3 separate regions of the Mus musculus genome follow, and all the other regions are linked to region 2. The links are chromatin contacts, called in public HiChIP or PLAC-seq and promoter capture Hi-C maps. All regions are on one chromosome and are shown on one strand. The core of a region is the stretch at or near the end of the contact, and the rest is flanking DNA. Distances in the headings are between cores, read along the strand shown. Region 1 holds the start of Puf60 (poly-U binding splicing factor 60). Region 2 holds the start of Gsdmd (gasdermin D). Region 3 holds the start of Zfp41 (zinc finger protein 41).

The links. Promoter capture Hi-C pulls out the DNA fragments that hold promoters and counts their contacts. HiChIP or PLAC-seq counts read pairs in DNA pulled down with a chosen protein or histone mark.
Region 1: an H3K27ac HiChIP or PLAC-seq map of embryonic stem cells shows a contact between it and region 2, with 3 times the contacts expected there. The contact joins the promoter of Puf60 here to the promoter of Gsdmd in region 2. A contact is called at or near these places in 6 of 115 datasets of contacts at active chromatin or transcription factors (the SCID.adh cell line, effector CD8 T cells, embryonic stem cells and 1 more) and 2 of 9 other capture datasets (adipose tissue and liver).
Region 3: a contact with region 2 is called in a promoter capture Hi-C map of pre-B cells, with 2.0 times the contacts expected there. The contact joins the promoter of Zfp41 here to the promoter of Gsdmd in region 2. A contact is called at or near these places in 1 of 39 promoter capture datasets (pre-B cells), 1 of 484 Hi-C or Micro-C datasets (the N1E-115 cell line) and 1 of 115 datasets of contacts at active chromatin or transcription factors (memory CD8 T cells).

Annotation. Positions count from the first base shown.
Region 1 is chr15:76,079,596-76,082,512 of GRCm38.p6, reverse strand. It overlaps Puf60 (poly-U binding splicing factor 60), which reads left to right and starts at 1,567. Exons shown (of 12, transcript NM_028364.2): 1 at 1,567-1,663. The coding sequence starts at 1,640.
Region 2 is chr15:75,860,785-75,863,710 of GRCm38.p6, reverse strand. Gsdmd (gasdermin D) reads right to left here and starts at 1,372. Exons shown (of 11, transcript NM_026960.4): 1 at 1,230-1,372; 2 at 83-306. The coding sequence starts at 302.
Region 3 is chr15:75,615,162-75,618,099 of GRCm38.p6, reverse strand. It overlaps Zfp41 (zinc finger protein 41), which reads right to left and starts at 1,416. Exons shown (of 3, transcript NM_001044718.2): 1 at 1,280-1,416; 2 at 1-56.

The sequences.
Region 1 (2,917 bases), core at 318-2,817, 220 kb before region 2:
TGTGTGTGTATTTTCAGAGTCTCTAGTGGGCCCATCTAATTCTAATTCTTGAAGAATATTGGCCAATGTGATTATCGCTTGTTTTCTTGAAACTTTCAACTTTATGGGTTTTCTGTTTTGTGTTTTGAGACAGGATCTCTCTATGTAGTCTTGGCAGTTGCTTGGAACTACTTGGAAAGGTAGACCAGGTTGGCTTCCAATTCACAGAGCTTCTCCTTGCCCCTGCCTCTGGAGTGCTGGGATCACAGGTATATGCCACCACACATAGCTCAACTTTATTTTTCAACTTATCGAATCGCTCATTTGCAGATTTTGTTTTGTTTTTTTTTGGGGGGGGGGTGTTTTTCCAGACAAGAGTTTCTCTGTGTAGCCCTGGCTGTCCTGAACTATGTAGACCAGGCTGGCCTCGAACTCAGAAATCTGCCTCTGCCTCCCAAGTGCTGGGATTAAAGGAGTGCACCACCAACACCTGGCCGTTTTAATTTTTCTCTTTTTTAAATGGGGAAATCTAAGTTCATGATCTTTATTTTCTTGTTTGGGGGATGCAACATCTTTAGGTATCTTCCATTTCCTTTGTTGTCTTGGTTTCTTTTCATGCTCTTCTGCTTGGTGATTCTGGCTGGCCACTTTTGCTTAAGAGTGAGATGCTAAGCTGGGTCTCAGCGCTTCGTTCCCAGGAGGAGCTAATCTCCAGGCACTGTTGGCAGAGCCAGAACGACTAGTAACCTGTATTAGGGATAGAAGTCTGGAGGCACCTACTTTTTTTTTTTTTTTTTTTAAACTATCTGCACATTTTCGGAGAATTCAAGACACAAGCATCACACACCAGCCTGCTAAGGCCCTCCCCTGGCTCCCCAGCATTCCACTTCTCTGCCCACTTAGGTTTGCTTTCAGTAGAGCTTTTTCCTGTTTAAAGGGGGTACCGAGGGGGAGGAAAATATTCTGCCATGTTTTGCTAAAGATCTCTATATTAAAGTCTGAAAACCCGAGGGGTGGAAAACGAGAATGGCTATCCGGTGGAGTTTGAAGGTGCCTGAGCTTACAGATGTGGTTGGTGCCTTGCAGGCAGCCTTACGGCCACAAAGCCCAGATGAACTACATATTTACACATAGCTCAGGACTTGGGGACTAACGTACACATTTATGCCCACAGGACAATAACCACAGGACAGGCTGGGGAGCCATCTTTTGGGGGCCATCTTCGTGTCAACGGCTATTTTCTCACTAGGAAAGAGACCATATTTCAAAATGAATGAGGATTCCTGACTTTAGATGGACAATGCAAAGGACGATGCATCAGTCTTTTTGTCTTCTGTCTCCGCAGTCTACGAGCTTTCAGCGAGTGGACTCAACTAAAATAGGGTGGTAGGAAAAGAGGCAGACGGAACTGACTCAAAAATGTCGACCCCCCCCCCCCCCGACCAGGGGAGGGCTCTCCGGGTCGCCACTCCAAAACCCCGGCCCGCCCCGTCCTCCTCCGGTACATTAACGGCCTGCTCCGCCCCGGAAATGCGTTTCGGTCTCCGCTCTCGTAGCTATGCCGTACGTCGCGAGATTTCCGCGTCCGACGCCCAGATCGCGCGAGACTGCGGAGGGAGCTGATGCTTGTGGCGCGCGCGGCGGCCGCGACGGACGCAAGATGGCGACGGCGACTATAGCTCTCGTAAGTGAGTCCCTCGCGGCCAGGGGGCGGCCCTCAGCTCGGAGGAGTGAGTCGTCGGCTGGGACAGGGTGCGGAGGGGACCCTGGGTGCGCAGCGGCCCGACCCGGACCTCGTACGGACTTTACCGTGGTCCCCGGCACGCGGGGCGGAGGCGGAGCGGGAGCGCGCGGCTGCGGCCACGGCTGGGGCTCGACTGCAGCTTCCGGCTCGAGGACTCCAGTTTCCGGCAGCTGGGCGGGGTGGGCCGGCCGCGGAGCTGCCCTGCTGGATCCCCGCGGGGCGGTCCTGTCTGCCGAGACTGGGCGACAACTGTCTAGGCGTCCGGTGGCATTAGGGTGTCCTGGTGCCTGCTCCAGACCCGCGCGGCTACGCCCCGTGTTGGGGACGCGGAAGGGGCGGACCCGTTAGCATTTGCTCTGCGCCATGGTGCAGAGACGAGGGTTTCCCGTTCCGTTAACACGCAGGAGGGGAAGAGCATCTCTCCCAACCCCCATTCCCCTCCACACCTTTCAAACAGCCATTCTGTCACTGCCTCTGTGGGGAACCCGACAGCCGGTGCCTGCCTCGGTCACTGGTCCGGGTGGGCATCATAAGACTTTGCTAACCCCCTTGTCTTGGGCTGGACGCTCCAAGGGCTGAACTTGGTTCTGCCCTAGTCAGTCGGGAATGTTCCTTGAATGGCTACCACCAGGAGTTCCTTCAGGGACTATTTATCTCTTGGACCTAACCCCACTGCAATCCAGACTTTTGTTAGCCGCCACCCTCACTCAGAGGGGATGAAGCAAGGGCTGAGACCACTTAAGCCCTAGGTGCCTGGAGGCCAGCCGTAGGGTAGGGTCGAGTAGAGTACACACAGGCTGCCATTCCTCAGCCTTAGCTGGGAACTGCACCTTCATAATGGGAGAGGGGCACTTGCTCCAGCTTGTGAGGGGTGGATCTAGTATGTCTTGCTCACATCAGGGCTAACTTCAAAAGAAAAAAAAAAAAATTCCTGCTTCCGCTGCTTGACGCTATTGGTGTAAATGGTCTTTTCGGAAAGACAACCAGAGAGTTGAGGAGTTGATGACTGCCCTTAGGTGGCTGTCAGATGATAGAAGAAAGGGTGAGGGCAGAGTATAAAATACTTTAAACAGCACTGGAGGAGAGTGGATGCCTCATTTCTGGGTAGCCCCTGTTGTTCATGCAGACTGAAAGGTTAGCGCGATGCTAGACAGATAGTGTCATTATTGAGATGGTCTCGAGCAGTAAGTCTCA
Region 2 (2,926 bases), core at 123-2,622:
ACATGCCCAGTTAGATGGCAGGCTGGGCTTTGCCCATTCCCTTCTGTTCAATCTTGGGGGATCAAGATGGGAAAGAAGATACCTGGTTCTGGAGCACTGGGCTCCAGGATGTCCTTGATTGACAGGTTGACACATGAATAACGGGGTTTCCAGAACCTTGAGCTTGAAAATTTCCTGTTCAGAAGGCAGTAGGGCCTGAAGCTGGTGGAGTTCCGCAGGCTGTCCACCGGAATGAGATCGCCTCTGCTGCCGCTTACCTCCTTGATCACATTCTTGACCACTTTCTCAAAGGCCGATGGCATGGTCCTGGGGGCAGACGGCAGGGCTCCGTACTTAGTTCCTCCAGCACTCAGGAACCCCATCCCTTCAAAGTAGCCTTGCCTTGTTAGTCCTGGCACATTCCTGCCCGACCAACACAACACAGACACGATTCACTCCGTGGCTCGCCTATCTGTCTCTCCTTGGGGCCACAGCACTTAGGAGGAAGAGGAGGAGGGGGAGGGGGAGGGGGAGGGGGAGGAGGAGGAGGAGGTAGTCTGTAGTAGGTCTATACTATCTACATCATTAATTACTGTGCATAGCCTTTGGCCAATTGCTAAAGTCTAAGATACCTTGTTGCTCTCCCTGGCTGAGGGCCAAGGCTGGGGAAGGAACACAAGCCCCCACTTCTAAGGGATTTAGCACAGGAGCCCACAGCAAAGCCAGTGTTCCAGGGCTCAGTGGTTTCCTCCAGGGCTCTCATGTACAGCTCTGTGAGCTACCTGACCTGATTGAACTTTCATGGGTCAGAGGCCAAAACAGGCCTGGGACAGACAACCTGGGCACTGTGGAGGAACAACTCTACACCTAGGAAACTGGGTCTCTGGGCTAACGGTGGAGAGTGAGGCAGGAAGGCCCTTGGTGATCAGGGAGGGACTTATGGGTCAAGGAATCATCCCAGAAGCCTAGAGAGTCCCCCCTCCTTCCCCTCCCCCCACTCGGTCCCCTCTTCCCGCCCCAGTGTCAAGTCCAAACCAGGCTTGTCCCACTGTATCACTAGTGGGTGACCTCCATAGAGGGTAGACCCTAGCTGCTAGGGCCCCTTCAAACTGTCTTCAAGGTATAGTGGGGCTTCTGGGAAGGGCTAAATCCCCAACTCAACAAGCAAGCATCCAGGCCATAGCGTAGACCACACTAGATAGAGGAGGGGCGGCTGGGCTCTGGAAGAGCTGGGTAGCAGGGTGGCTCACCTCGATTTTTCACCCCTGCCGAGGTATCTGGGTCCACCAAGCGAAGCGAGGACCTGCTGGGATGCCGGGGAGGGGTCTATTGTCTGCTCAACCCGGGAGCAACGGGAGCCACGACCAAGAGCGGAACTCAGGCGGCAGGACACAAAAGTGAAACCGTAAAGCTTCAGCCCGACGTAGCGGGCGCGGTGCTTTCAAGGAGCCCTCCCTCCCGGAACAGCTGCGCAGCCTGCCCTAGCCTCCTCCTCCTCCTCCTCCCCGGAGCCCGCCTGGGCTTCGGGAATTCCCTGCGATCCGGGAGCTTCGCTTTCTTCTAGTTCGGGTTCCTCCAAGTTCGCAGCGCTTCCCCCCCACCCCGCCCCCCTTTGGTTTTTTTTTTTCGAGACAGGGTTTCTCTGTGTAGCTCTGGCTGTCCTGGAACTCACTCTGTAGACCACGCTGGCCTCGAACTCAGAAATCCACCTGCCTCTGCCTCCCAAGTGCTGGGATCAAAGGCGTGCGCCACCACCACCAGGCTTCACTTATTCTTTCTTAAACACCTGGGCCATAGTAAAAGATCTGAATGGACTTCTCTAGGAATACACAACTGAACCAGTTGCCAGCAAGCACACCATTAGTTATCAGGAAAATGCAAATCAAAACTAGATAGCATCAAAGCTACTCTGCTGGCTGACATCCTAAGTAAATAGCAGTAAAGCAAACCCCATGGTCCTTGCAGACAGGAAATTGAAAACAGAGCTGCTCTAGAATACATCCACAATTTTTCAAACGGGTGAATGTAGAGTTACCAGGTGACCTAGCAATTGGACTTGTAGGTGCATATCCAAAGCAAGAGGTCATCTTGGGGTTGTGGCTATCAATGGTGAAGTGTTTCTCATACAGCAAACAGAAGGTCAAACAGATATGCCTACACCAATGTTTGCTGTAGAGTTTAAATTTTCCTCTTGAGATTTTAAAAACTTATATCCCACGTGTGGGAGTGTTTTGTCTGCATATATGCAAGTGCACCATATGTGGGTGCCAGGACTTGAGTCCCCGTCCTCTGTAAGAGCAGCAAGTGCTCTTAACCCCTGCACCATCTCTCCAGTTTCCATGGTAACATTTTAAAGAGTCAAGCAGATAACCCTCAAGTGACCTGAATGACAATCAATTCATACATAGATTAAAATTTTGTCCAGTTCTGGGCCCTGCACACACTAGGCAAGAAAGCCCCCTATGACCAAGCTCTGTCACCAACCCTCAATAGGGCGCTTGCATGGCTACTGAGAAGCTTGAGTACACCTATAAGACACATTGCAGAATGTGGATAAACCCTGAAAACACGGCCACAAGCGGAAGAAGCCAGACCAAAACTAATCCAAGCCAACCAACCAACCAACCAACCAAACAAACAAACAAACAAAAAAATGACACATCACTGTGCAAGCCATTTTGTATGAAATCCCCCAAGTAAGCCAACTGTTCATGGTTGCCAGTGTCCTGGGGTGTGGGCAGTAGCCACACGAGTTTATTTATGTATGCATTTGTTTATTTAATTTAACTTTGAGACAGGGTCTCTTTATGTATCCCCTGCTAGCCTGAAGCTCAATAAATAAACAAGACTATCTTGGGACTCACAGAGATTTACCTGCCTCTGCCTCGTGAATGCTGGGATTAAAGGCATGAGCCACCCTGCCTGTACATGTTTGAATATACTAGAC
Region 3 (2,938 bases), core at 167-2,666, 250 kb after region 2:
GACAGCTCCTGCGTACGAAGCTGCATCAAGCAGACAGAACCACGGTCGTCTTGCTTCTGGAGGCAAAAGCATGAACAACAGGTCAGAGGCAGCTCTTAGCTCTCTGCAGCTCCACTGTCTTTCCAGCTGCTCACATGATGAGCCCCTCAGACTAAAGTGGACTCCCCAGAGCTCTAGCCCCAGGCCTATAAGCTGAGCTCAGAGCCTCTGGTCCACTGTATGCTCATCTCTTTGAGTGACTCTCTCACTCAGCCACAGACACTCCTGGGCCTGAAGACAAGATTTTCACTCATCCCAGAGAAAGCCATAGCCATCATGGACCGATGGCCATTTTCCACCTCCCCAAACAGAACCTTCCCCGTTCTTCCTTATCCTCTCTACCCGCCCACATTGGGACTGTGCAAACACCCTGGAGTAGGAAGTAACTCTACCATACAACAGCCTGGTTCTGAGCCTGGAAAACTCAGGGCTCTCCTCATAATCCACAGCAAACCCCATCAGACCCCCAAAGGATGCCTCTTGTATTGATGAGGCTCTCTCTATGTGACCCCTCTTTATCTCTAAACCTGCACCATCCCCTTTACTCCCAGAGGCCCAAAGGGGTGGGCTCTGCTGGCAGTTCCATCTAGAGCACCCACACTTTCCCAAAAACACTTTGGGAACACACTGTATTTTGTTCTAAGCATTTGACAAATACCCACATATCTAACCCAGCAGATAAAATTCTTATCCGGATTCAGAGTCCAAGATCCAGGCGGCTAGGTGACTGTTTGCTCTATGTCAGCATCTGAAAGTGTTTGTCTTTTGTGGGACAGCTCAGGAGACACCTGAGAGTCCCTGTCTGCAGCATCACTCAGTACCAATTCAAACACCATCACTCTGGTGAGAGGAATGACAAGCGGGACCCAGGTGTCTGTGTCTGCTCACCAAGGACCATCCTCACTGAAAACTTAAATAGTCATTAAAACCAGAGAAGACCCCAGCGACTTAGCTTATTGCCCCCTCTCTTCACAGGCCTGTGCACAGGAGTAGGTGCGAGTGATTCAGGCAACTTAGTTGAATTCCGCTGACCTAGGGACTCAGGTCCATCAAGGAGCTGCTGGAGCCGGCAGGATAAGGCGCTCAATGCATCCAGCAACAAGGGGCTTCGCTAGGTAGCCCGGCCCACCTTCCCCGCCTCCAAGGACCTCTGCAACACCGCCGAGGTGGTCCACAGAGAAACGACTCAGAAGCCGGCCTTCGCCCGGTCGGGGCTACCGTGCACACACGCAGAGAGTACCTGATGGGTGCCGAGCACAGACGCCGGCGGAACGTGGCCGTAAGCAGGCTGACCGGCGGGCGGGCGACCGTTAACAATGCCCACTTGAGCCCGCCACTCCCGCGCCTAAAGGCGCCCGCCCCTCTGGTGCCGCTCTACCTTCCCCGGCCTCTCGGTGGTGCTGCCGCGCACCCTAAGCCCCGCCCACCGCTCGAAACCCACTCCAGTGCCGCTCTAGGACCCTTGCCGGGTTCTCGGTGGTACCGCCGCAAGCTCCGGAGCCCCGCCTGCTCGTTCACGCCCTTCTGGTGTCGCTCTAGGAGCAGCCGCCCGGCCTCTCTGTGATCCCGTGCTGCGGCCGTAGGCCCGCCTACCTCTCCCCGCCCCTTCGGGTCGGCTCTAGGAGACACTGCCCTCGCTCCTTGTGATGCTGTGGCTGCGGGCTCGAGCTTCGCTTGAGAGGATGCTAAGCAGGCGTCTGTGCCTGTGCAAGCTTCTGGGCTGCGGGCGGCGCCTTTCTCCCGGCGTGCGCCTCTTCTCAGGACTCCAAGCCTTCTTCTGCAGGCTTCGTGTTATTTCTCAGTCATCGGGTTTGCCATCTGTGGCACGCCGGGATGGCGGACCCAGTAGTGCACGGCCTGTAGCCCCCTGGAATCATCCGACCCCGCCCCTCCTTTCCGGCAAAGCCAGGGTCCCCTGCTCTGTCCTTAACGCGGGCCTTTACAGATATTTAAATCTAGTCACTTCTTGTGCTCTTTCGACTTTCTGGGTATATTCTCCACTATTATATTTGGTTAGGCTGGCTTAGAACTAGCAATCTCTTGCCTCGGTCGAGTCCTGGGACGATAGGTGTGGCCCACGGCGCTTGGAGAATGAAGTTATGAGAAACGAATCGAGAGCTGTTGTGTGCTTGGTGAAGTCTCCCTGGGGGCGCCATTTTACATGACTAGTACACAGTGTTAGTGCCTCCTGTGCTGCAGAAGCCTGTATCAAACCTCTAACAGACCCTTTCTTTAAGTGTCGTCTCCACCTCATCCGTTTAGATTCAACGCCAACATGCTAGATAAATGTAATTGTCCAGCGTGCAACTTGGCGGAGCTTGCCGATTATCATTCAGGCATCGCTGTCTAGATTCACAAGAGTGGCTGTGTATTGAATGGTGGTTCATTCAGCCTCCTGAACAGCTGCCTCTGCGCTGTGTGCATCACAGCTTTGGGATCCTTTGTCCACTGAAGGACGTGTTTACAAGGTTGTTGGGAAGCAGCGCCCCCCCCCCCGCCCTCCCCCCGTGCTGTTTCATTTCCCTGGGACCGTGCCCAGGAAGGCAGTTGCTAGGTCCCAAACTGCATGTTGCCTTTTGCAAGAAACAGACAAGCTGCTTTCCAGAGAGCCTGTGCCATTTCTCATTCATTCCTACCAGTGGCATGGGGCTTTCTGGCTTACCAGCATTTGGTACAGGGAGGTAGGGCATCTCCTTGCTTGCTTTCCCCAGAAGGTTAGTGGCCTGTGTGCTTCCTGCCATCTTTCATGTAGTCCCCAGTCTCTTACCTATCCTCTAATGAGGTGGGCTGAGCTGGATGCGCATAGACTGTTGGTATCATTCTTGTTCTTTTCAGCTCTCAGGCATGCTCCAGCTTGTCCCTACCCCCACGCCCCTTCATTTGTGGAAGAGATTCTGTT